Linked DNA regions of Zea mays: region 2 is linked to region 1. The links are chromatin contacts, called in public Hi-C maps. All regions are on one chromosome and are shown on one strand. Each heading gives the region's core, a stretch centred on a gene start, on an enhancer-like site or on the middle of the called end of the contact. The rest is flanking DNA. Distances are from core to core; before and after follow the strand shown. Region 1 holds the start of LOC103635800 (protein LURP-one-related 8). Region 2 holds the start of LOC100285407.

The links. A called contact is a pair of places that touch in the nucleus more often than the background predicts.
Region 2: a Hi-C map of ear shows a contact between it and region 1, with 4 times the contacts expected there. The contact joins the promoter of LOC100285407 here to the promoter of LOC103635800 in region 1. A contact is called at or near these places in 2 of 25 Hi-C or Micro-C datasets (ear and tassel).

Annotation. Positions count from the first base shown.
Region 1 is chr8:121,987,236-121,993,016 of Zm-B73-REFERENCE-NAM-5.0, forward strand. LOC103635800 (protein LURP-one-related 8) reads right to left here and starts at 1,561. Exons shown (of 1, transcript XM_008658180.4): 1 at 180-1,561. The coding sequence starts at 1,234. The coding sequence ends at 554. It overlaps LOC103635801 (DEAD-box ATP-dependent RNA helicase 27), which reads left to right and starts at 4,139. Exons shown (of 4, transcript XM_008658181.3): 1 at 4,139-4,254; 2 at 4,360-4,401; 3 at 4,479-4,567; 4 at 4,648-4,758. The coding sequence starts at 4,165. The coding sequence ends at 4,726.
Region 2 is chr8:122,121,041-122,126,398 of Zm-B73-REFERENCE-NAM-5.0, forward strand. It overlaps LOC100285407, which reads right to left and starts at 2,124. Exons shown (of 3, transcript NM_001369861.1): 1 at 1,665-2,124; 2 at 464-1,579; 3 at 1-392. The coding sequence starts at 1,921. The coding sequence ends at 86. It overlaps LOC100283730 (60S ribosomal protein L24), which reads right to left. Exons shown (of 6, transcript XM_034059480.2): 2 at 5,130-5,168; 3 at 4,868-4,943; 4 at 4,682-4,783; 5 at 3,276-3,424; 6 at 2,836-3,188. The coding sequence starts at 5,140. The coding sequence ends at 3,041.

The DNA of each region.
Region 1 (5,781 bases), core at 311-2,810:
GAAGTGGGGGACGAACAAATGTGACGCTCAAGCATGCCCCTCTCCTCTCCTTTACGTGTGGACTGAATTTGACGCGGCAGAGCAACAATGTCCAAGTGTTTTTTGTTGGCATGCCCACCTTTTTCTTCTGAAAAAACCCGTCGATTTTCCGAATGCAATTCAGACTGAAAATGTGATAGTGGGGAGAAAGCAGAGAGAGACAGGGAATCTGTCTTACTATAACTTTTTTTTCTAAGTATTGTACACTTAGGTCCCTCTTTAGTCTTTACAAGGCGCATGATTTTACTGCCTGGTTAAAAAAAACCCAAACCCACACACGGCAAGAGGAGTTCCAATCCACGTTCACATTTCTATGACCCCAGTTTAATCGGCTTTGGCATCAAAGAGGAGCTGAAGAAAAAAAGGCAGCCAGGAGCAATTATCGTGCTCCCTCCCGGGCCCAAAACAATTGCATTGGGGGGGGGGGGGGGGGGGGGGGGGGGGGGGGCGCAAAAGAAGGGAAACAAAGCACCCACGCCATGCCAATGGAACGAACGGCACGGCGATGTACAGGCTACGAGGACCAGCTCCTGAGCAGGGACGGCTTGCCGAACATCTGGTCGAGCGCGAGCACGACGGCCATGGCCAGCGACACCTCCATCCCGGGCCGCACCACCAGCCGGAACACGTCCGAGCCCACCGCCTCCTTGGGGCTGGGCCGCACCTCCGCCACGGCTCGCCGCCGCCCGTCGTACTCGTACACCGTGCAGCGCCGCCGCAGGTACGACCCCTCCACCTCGTACCCGGCGCCCGCAGAGCACGCCGCGACGTGCGCCACGGACTTGGCACCTCCACGCATGTGTTGCGATTGCGCGGCCGCCCGCTTCATGGCGTAGAGCGGCGGCAGGCGCCGGGCCTCGTCCACGCCCCGGTACAGCAGCCACTGGTCGGACGACAGCCCCAGCCCCACCAGGCCGATCAGCTTCCTGCAGCGGCGGCGGACCGTGAGCACGGGGCGGCCCGCGGCGTCCATCAGCACCACCTCCGCGCGCGAGTCGGACGCGTAGCTGTCCACGCGGTACACGAGGTCGCCGCGGGCGTCGAACACCGTGAACCCCCTGCAGTTGAACAGCAGCGACTTGCGCCACACCGTCAGGGTGACCGCCGCCGGTTCCCCGTCGCCCGGCGCCACCGCCGGTTGCTGGCCGAGGCCTGGGGACGGCGCGGCGACGTTCGGGTGTACCTTCGCCGTCATGCTTAGGTAAGCAGACTGGTGGGAGCAAGATTTAAGAATGGTAGAGGGATGGGAAGGGAAGGACCGACGGAGAAAGTTAGCTCGCTCGCTAGCAGTTTATGGTTGTGTTTGTGTCACGGCTGGGTCTGGGTGGACGTGAGCAGTTTATATACTCTCCGTGGACAGAAATGCCCCTAATAATAGGTTGGGTTGGAAGGGTTATGTGGCAGATGGCTCTCACGTCATGAAACTTTATACAACGGAGATACATTTATACTCATGTAAACACGAACCTTGGCTAGAGGTGCACCCGGGAACAACCGGATAAAGGGTAGGGACATATATTGTTTGCTTATAAATATATGTGGTAAAAAATTGTATTGGTTAAGTTTCTTAGGGGGGAACATTTTCACTCAAATTTAACTCTTCATTTAGGATGGGTGAACATATTTACAATCCATTACCTTTTTAGGGTGGATAATAATGGACTCTAAATCTCTACTACTGTTTAAGATACAACTGTAGGCGTCCACACGGTTCTGGTTCTGCCCATCCGTCGTAACGCGACGCCGATCCGCCCCACCCACCGGCCGAAGGAAGGTTGCCGCGGATCCCCCACCTTCTCTCCCCGCCATCAACGCCGATCCGGGGATCCGAGGCCGCCATCAACGCGCACCTCCTCCCCACGACGTCGCATGAGGAAGGTTGCCGCGGATCCCCCACTGCTCCACGAGCCCCGGATCTCGGTCTCTGCGACCCCCAAATCATAAAGAACAAATCAGCCATCAACGCGCAGCAGCTTCGGACGACGTCGCATGGAAGGTTGCCGCGGATCCCCCATCCTCCTGCCCCTCTTCTGCGCGAGCCCCGGATATCAGTCCTCGCCCCGGCACTCTTGGAGATCTCCGAGCGTCAAGTTTCCTTTCCGGAGCGCACCGAGGACGCCTGGGTAGGTCGGCTTCCAAGCAGCCCCGGAGATCTCGGTCCTCGCCCACACTCTCCATGGAAGGAGATCGCCTCCTTTGCGCCCCGGCACTCTTGCCCCGGATCGTCGCCCCCGCACAGCATCAGCGGACGCGTCCGCTGCGCCCCGGATCTCGGTCCTCGCCCCGACACTCTTCGAGGAGATCTCTGGGCGACAAGTTTCCTTCCACGGCGAATATCCCTGTTGTCAACAGTGCGCCCATCCATCTCCACTTCCGCCGCCGCCACCGAGAGACCCCAACCCCACCCATCCACCACCATGTGGCGCCGCCTCCACACCCTAGCCCCCGCCTTGCGCAGGGCTACCTCCGTCGCCGCCGGGGCCCCTGCGGCGTCCGCTCCTCTGCAGCCCGCGTCGCCCCGCTCTCCTCGGCGGCTGCCGCTTTCGGCCGCACCAGCCGCTTTCCACCGCCGCACCAGCCCGCTCCTCTCGATTCCCTGGCGTCGTCCAACGCTGATCGAGTGCCGGTGGTCGCTTGGGTGTGCTGCAGGGGACAAGCCGGCGAGTGTGGAGGACGTCATGCCCATCGCCACGGGGCTCGAGCGGGAGGAGCTAGAGGCCGAGCTCATGGTGAGATCCTTACCTGAGATCCAGTTGGTCCGGTCTTTGTTCGAGAGGGAGGAGCTGGATCCCCTCCTCGATGTTGTCAACAGTGTGACAAGGAGGACGAACCGGCGGCGGTGGCAGAAGCCAGTCTCGGGCCACGATGGTGTCGAGCGCTGGTGACACGTCGTCGTCACTGGTGAAGATCGAGTCCTACATGAGTGCTGTCAAGATCTACCTCAAGAGCCTAGACATCCAACTGGAGAAACAGCTAGCCAAGACATGGAGAAGCACAAGGGGTTGTACAACCAGGGACCGAGGGAGGACTGGGAGATCGACCTCGCCAAGCTTTTATCAACCAAAAGAAAATCATGCTCCTCAACAGATAGCAGAACATCCTATTTGAAATGAGTTTGTGAATAAGTGGTAAGGCGTACCACTTTTAGTTTCTTTTCTTATTTGTCGTCATCTAAATTGACCATGGTGGCCAAAGACGATCGAGGAGGGGATACAACATCACTTTGCAGGCGCACGACGATCGCGCGTGGTTCATGTCCTCATGCTCGTCACCGATGCGCCGTGCTACACATTGCTCCATCCTCTCCTCACCTGTGAAGATATGCAGCAAAATGCAAAGGTGTGTCAAACCCATTTTTCATTTTCTCATCAATTATACCTATGATACTTTCATGTACTTCCATTATTGTCAGTACTATATTCAACCAAAAGAATAAAATAACTCAGCAGACATTTTTATTAACTTCAGTCGGAAGAAACACAAATGTGTAGTTTTGTGTCATTATCAATTGTGCTTGACAATTTGAATCACTTATTGATGAGTACATTGTTATTACCGCCTGACTGCAAAAGGATATGAACTCGTCTCCAATGGGATTGACAACCATTTAGTTTCGGTGAATCTCAATAATAAGGTAAGATAAAGTGTGTTTCACATTCCTTGTTTTGTTATTTCTTTATACATATTCACAAAAGTTGTTATTTCTTTATACATTACTCGTCTCCAATGGGAGTGACATGTGACAATTTTTTTGAGGATATCAGCTGAGCGCCTGAGCTGAGAATTGTTTAGGTAGCTTGAAGTTTTTGGTACCGCTCTTATGGCTGTCCTCAAAATTTAATATTCTATTTTTCTGATGGAAAATGTGTTCTAAATATACTGTATGGATGGGATGGGCTCAAGACATTTTTTGCCCTTGATCAGCCTCTGGCACTAAGCCCAGAAGATTGAACGTACTGGCCTGGGCAGTCCATATATTAGTAGGCCTTAGCTTGCTGGCTTGATCTCATGTGCCATCTGTTATTTCACCACAGGGAAATGGAAAATATTATTCATGTTTATGAATGCCAACACACCATGGCTGATTGATCCCCTCTCCATCTTACTTTGTGCATCTATGTAATTATGCAGTGCCTTGTCATTGATGAAGCCGATCGCATACTTGAGCAAAACTTTGAGGAAGACATGAAACAAATATTTAAACGCCTTCCCCAGGTACATGGGCTATGTACTTCCCATTTCATATGCATATTGCAGATTTAAACTTAACATTGACATAATGTTTTATATTTTTGTTGGATCATCATGGATGATATGCAGAATAGGCAGATTGTTCTTTTTTCTGCTACACAGACTCCAGAGGTTAGTAGATCTTTTATGCTGCTTGTAGTCAACTTTTCTTATATAATTTGCTCTTCTTATGCGGTAATGCCCCACAGGTTGAAAAATTTGCTAAACTGTCATTTGAGAAAAATGAAGAAAGTAAAAAAAGCCTGTTTATGTTGGAGTTGATGATGATAAGTCAAAGGTAAGGAATTGGTTTACCTGGTTATTCAACTGTCCTTCCAAGAGTCTTCTGTAGAAAAAAAAACTATGGTGCTTTGTCAGGCTACTGTTGAAGGCCTGCAACAGGGTTATTGTGTCATTTCTAGCGATAAAAGGTTCTTGGTTCTGTATGCTTTCCTAAGAAAGAAGCGGAATAATAAGATCATGTAATTCAGTAAAGTTCCACGCTGAACTTCTGAATTTTCTTGGGATAGAGTGTTCTGATATCCATGGAAAACAGAAGTGAGAGCACCTAGAGGGGGGGGGGGGGTGAATAGGTGATCCTGTAACACTTAAAAACTTAGGCCACAAAAACTTGGTTAAGTGTTAGCACAATAACCGCCAAGTGGCTAGAGAGGAATCTTCAACAAAACACAATAACCAACAAGATCAATCACAGAGATGGCACGGTGGTTATCCCGTGGTTCGGCCAAGACCAACGCTTGCCTACTCCACGTTGTGGCGTCCCAACGGACGAGGGTTGCAATCAACCCCTCTCAAGCGGTCCAAAGACCCACTTGAATACCATGGTGTTTTGCTTGCTTTTCTCAATCCCGTTTGCGAGGAATCTCCACAACTTGGAGCCTCTCGCCCTTACACTTGAAGTTCACAAAGAAACACGGAGCAAGGGAGGGATTAGCAACGCACTCAAGACAAGAAATCACAGCAACACCACACACACAAGTCGCAACGAGAGCTCACAACACAACTCAATGAGTTCACCACTCAACTAGAGCTCTAATTGCTATCGCAAAGAATCAAAGGCGCGGAATCGATGTCTTGGTGCTTAGGAATGTTGTAGGAATGCTTGGTGTACTCCTCCATGCGCCTAGGGGTCCCTTTTATAGCCCTAAGGCAGCTAGGAGCCGTTGAGAGCAATCTAGGAAGGCTGATCTTGCCTTCTGTCGACTGGCGCACCGGACAGTCCGGTGCACACCGGACACTGTCCGGTGCTCGATTTCTTTCCAAAAATGTCTTAGTCGACCGTTGGCAGCCTGAGAGCCGTTGGCGCACTGGACATGTCCGGTGCCCCCTTCTAGCCGTTGGCTCGGCCACGTGTCCCGCGCAGATCGCGCGGCCGACCGTTGGCCCTACTGACCGTTGGCTCACCGGACAGTCCGGTGAATTATAGCCGTACATCGCCGATGAATTCCCGAGAGCGACGAGTTCGCCTGTGAACGGCCCACCGGACAGTCC
Region 2 (5,358 bases), core at 874-3,373, 130 kb after region 1:
GATTTTATTTCGCCGAGCAGCACAGGAATGGATTAGTTAGACTGGATGGTCAGAACACGAGGTGAAAACGGCGCCTTCGTCGTCTTTAGCGCGCGGGGGCGTAGGATGGCGGCAGCGGCAGCCCCACGACCTTGCCGCAGCGGAGGGCGTTGTCGGGCATGTTGTACTCGTCGCGCAGCGACCGCGCCGGCGAGATGACGCTGATGTAGAACTGCTCCCCGAGGTAGTACCGCTCCCAGACGTTGGACCGGACGCTCCACATGCCCGCGTTGTCGAATGTCAGCATGATCGCCGTCCATGACCGCGGGTACACCTGGATCGTGTGCCGGCTCACCGTGTCCAGTAGGTTGTACGTCTTCCTCATCTCCGGCGACCACGTCCCAGGCCCCATCCTACAGATATTTGCTAAAGAAGAAGAAAAAGAAATATAATCGAGCACGTAACGTAGCCGTAGCGTACGTACCCGACGCCGAAGAAGGCGTAGCCGTCGAGGTGGAGGGAGTCTATGCTCTTCTCGGGGTTCTCGAAGACGATCTCGATGAAGGTCCGGAACTCGGCGGTGATGACGTTGGGGATGACATGGAGTGGCCCGTTAACGGCGGGGGGCACGTCGCCCATCTGGTTGTAGCTGAACACCCCGTCGGTGACGTTGAAGTACTCGGCGAGCTTGAGGGGGGTCTCGGTGTCCCTGTGGGAGATGCCGTTGAAGCCGTAGCGGAGCTTGCCGTCGATGTGGCCGCGGGAGACCATGACCTTGATGGTGCGGGTGATGTTGATCTGGCCGTAGTGGTAGGAGCCCTGCGGGTTGGGGCGCGCGGCGCTGGCCGTCAGGTTCCAGCGGAACGACCTGGCCTGGTTGATGGACCAGGCCCAGCCGGCCGGTGGCTCGGTCATGTTGGGCGCCGGCGGGGCGCCGCTGGAGCCGGCGTAGCGGATGACGGCGGAGGCGGACTTGGCGTCGTGGATGAACCGCGTGGAGGCCACCATGTAGTAGTCGCCGGGCGCCTGGTCGGCGTCGACCAGCACGGAGAGGCAGTGGCCGACGTGCACGTCCAGCGAGTCGTACACGTCCTGCAGGGTATGTGAGCCCTCCAGCTCCACGAGCTTCATGTCGTGGCCCTGGATGCGGAAGTTGAGCGACGCCTTGATCCCGGTGTTGCACACGCGGAGGCGGTACGTCTTGCCCGCCTCGAAGGTGAGCATGGGCGCGGCGGCCTCCAGGTCCTTGCCTCCCTTGCCGTTGATGAGCACGCCCGCGGGGCGGCCCACGCTCTTGCCGGCGTCGAGCTGGCGCGCCAGCACCTCGTGGTCCTTGGTGTACCAGTCGCCGATGAGCACCGCGTGGTCGCTCTCCGGCGGCGGCTGGTCGAAGGGGACCGGGATGAGGAGGCGGCTCACCACGCTGATGGCGCCGTACCCGCCCGCCGCCCGCTGCATGCCGATGGACGGGAAGTAGAAGAAGCTGCCGATCTGGTCCTTGGGCTGCCACTTGTACGTGAAGTTGGTGTTGGGCGCGATGGGGCACTGCGTGCCTGGCATCCCGTCCATCCACGAGTTCTTCCTGTGCTGCATCCCGTTCCTGCGCGCGTGCAAAGCCATGTCATGTCATGTCATGTATCGAAATGAAATGCACGCATGCATGCATATTCATCACACGGCCGGACCAGGTGAAAAGGAGCGGATGGTCGAGCTGGTTGAAGACGTTGACGACGATGTTGTTGTTGGAGGAGCAGTTGATCCTGGGGCCAGGGAACTCGCCGTTGATGAGGATGACCTTCTGGGGCACTCCCAGCAGGGACCTGGTCCCGTACGTCACCTTCCACTCGAAGAACAGGTAGGGGTCCTCGGCCCGGGCCAAGGTCGCCAGCGCCGACACGACCAGCAGCACGCCGGCGGCAACGCGCATCGTCGACGTCGCCATGACTCTCCTCGACCGATCAGCAGCTAGCTCTCGGCGGGCCGGCGGATCGGAGGAGGGGCGCTCGACCTCTCTCTAATGTAGTGTAGTGTAGTGCTGCTCTCTTGAAGGATTGTAATGAGGAGTTGTTGCGGTGAGATAGAGCTTATTCTATGAGGAGGCCATGGAAGACGTCCCGGGTGGTGGTAGTGGTCAGGTGGAGGCCGGGGGATAACCGGGGAGGCTTCGGTTTGACGAGGGGACGCCGGGGTGGGGCTTTATAGCGCCAACGGGCGGTGCTCGTTTTAGAATGCGTGCCGGCCATGGCCCCAAGTGGAAGGTCGCGCGCGCGGGGCGGGCGGGTTGGTCGCGCGTCCGCCCGTCGTTCGCCACCGCGTCCTGGGCTGGCCGTTCCTTTTTCTTTTTCGATATTGCCGGAGTCCGACACTGAGCTGGACCGCTGGACGGATGGAGCCATGGACCATCCAGGGAAACGCATAAGCACTGCAAATTAGCGTGTCTGCAGCATTCGAAGTGGAGTGAATCCCTTTGCTAACCATTCATGAACCCAGAATATATATAATTCAGCAATTTGGACCGGAAAATCACGGTGAGGGAAATTGTGACTTCGGTAACAACAGGACAACTTATAATGCATGGTAGAATTAAACTCGATAAACCAATTTATATTCACGTGACAGCATCGACTAATATGCAAGCAAGTACTAGGTGTAAACAAATATGCAAGCAAGTACTAGGTGTAAACATGTGTGACAGCATCGACTAATATGCAAGCAAGTACTAAGTGTAAACATGCAAGTAGATTTTTTAGTCGGTAGATAAATTGTGGTTTGTTAGGAATCTTGTGATGGAAGTATAAATGTGACCAGCTGCGACCCGCACGATGGAGCATATCGGCCCAATCAAGCACATCTGGAGAAACAAAACAAGCCCTTATCCAAGATGAGTTAAGAATATGAACGGTCATTTTTTTTCAGGCATAAATATAAATCCGTTCTCTTGCCATGGTATTTAGCACGCACAAGCAACGCTTGAATAAGTCTTGCAAATTCAACACAGGTTCTACGAAAGTGGCTTTGGCTAAGGAACGACTGCAATGTCGAGAAACGACACTAAGTTCTTTCAGCGCTTCCCACCACCGCCGCCCAACTTGGGGCCCTTGGAACCCTTCTGGACCGCACCCTTTGTCTGCGTCTTCTGGGACTTGCTCACCTCCGCCTTCTTCGCTTTCTTCTCATCCTTGGTCTTCTTGATGCGCTCCTTGATCTCACTGCATGGTCACGACAGTTCAAATGAGCGGAGAGGTATTGAGCATCGGTATCTATTTGTTATGGTAATATAGAACTGGCAGACATACCGAAGAGCAGCTTCTCTAGCAGCATCGCGGACCTCTGGCTTCTCAGCTCTCTTCTTCTGGATTACTTCCAAGGAAGCACCCACAATTGACCTGGAGTATGGCTTCTTGGTGGCGCGGCGCCTCTTCTTTACCGCTTCAGCATGGATATCCTACAGACAAAAAAAAAAGCATGTAAGCTATAGACTTATAGCACTATTATAAGCATGGCAGAAATAATTTGCAAACGATGACATGATCAAATGGATCGATACAAAGATAATGATGAAATGTTCTCTACAAAGGATGCAACAAACACATGACTCAGAAGACAGCTAATTATATTAAATAACTTTAAGGGACCGTTTGGGCAGATTCAGAAAAATCGTGATTCCAAATGGGGTTTCCATGCAGGGAAACAGAACTGGAGCATTTCATTTTTTGCACAAACTTCAAAACAGCCTTCTGGTTTCACAGTGATTCTCTGGACCTCCAGTCCTCCACATATCCTTTCTTTTGTTGATAATTACAGGGACTGCACCCAGCTGGCCTAACTAATCAACCAGTATGGTAACAGGCAAGAGCCAAATGCTTTACTTTCTCAAAAAAATGTTGGTATAAAATCAGTGATATAATTTTATAGAAAAATATTGGATGTGATAAAATCTCAAAAAATCATCGATCTATAAATGTTTTATCTTCTCAAATTGGTGCAGCCCGGTGCATGTGCTCCTGCTTGCAGTTGCAGAGTCCAGGGAAGGGGCGAACCCATTTAGGTCTCTAGTATGCTGTCTTTCCCAGCATTTGCAAGAGGCTATTTCCACAACTCGAATCGATGACCTCTATCACAAGGCAGCAGCTTTACCACTCCACCAAGGCTTCCCTTCTATAATATATTTTTATATAGAAACTTATTGACTAATAAATTCTAAAATACTATCTGTAAATGCTCCATTTGAACCGTAATAACTCAAGGAAAACTCAGCATATGTCAATGGCACTTTGGTCTATTCAACCATATTCTCCTCTGTTCAGAATCTGAAAAGACAGACAGCCAACAAGTTCCAGCAAGTGGTCCTGTTTCTCAGGGAAATGTTTCTCCAAAATAAACTAGAACTAAAACGTTTTTAAGAATCTAAAACCCTACCAAATGAGCCCTAAATGTACATTAACACCTGAAAGGTAGCTAGTTAATGTTATATATCAGCACTGCATATAAACACAGAAGTTAATATATCAATCGTAATCCAGAATGGCGAGAAATTTTCCGAAGCTGAGGTTTATTGGAATTCTGGTCCAAAATTAAAAAAACTTGTAATTAGCTAATACAAGAAAGCTGAAGCTAATCTATAACCAAAAAGCATGGAATCATCATAAGGGAAATGAATGAATGACATTCTTATTGAAGTTGGCCGGGTAATATCACATACCTTCTTGTGCTGCTTCCTGTACATTGCTGTCCAGGTAAGCTTTGCAGGCTTCAGGCGGTTGTGGAAGTAGCGCTTGCATTTCGAGTTGGCAAAAAGGAAGACCTATAGAACAAATGTAAGTTCTTTCCATAACAAACATTTTCTATAAGCTTATAAATCTCTTATAAAAATGTAACAGCGAGTAACCTGAGAATCAGCACGGATAAATCTAATGCCTTTCCCAGGATAAATCTTCTGGCCGCTGAAGCGGCAAAGTTCCGTCCTGCAAGGAGATGAATGTACTTAGAATAACTTCACGATCCATAACTCTTTCTAATAACATTAGTTCGACAATTATTAATCAATCACAGAAAATACATTAGCCATGCAGAAAAATAAGGACATAGAGTCATAGACTAACCAGATCTATTAACATATTTCAATTGCAATAAAAGAAGTAGAAACTTACTTCAGCACCATGTTCTCAGCCTCAAGAAACCTTCACCAACTACATATTTTACAAGAACCAAAGAAATAAATCAGAATTGATTATATGTACATTAGACAATGCAGCTGTTCATGTAACAATATATTAAGCAACAAAGAAAGCTAGCTTCCACACAAAAACCAGGACTTGACAGGCAGCAGAAACCTATAAGTTTGCAGCGACACAAATTCAAGGATTTGAAAAGCAGAAG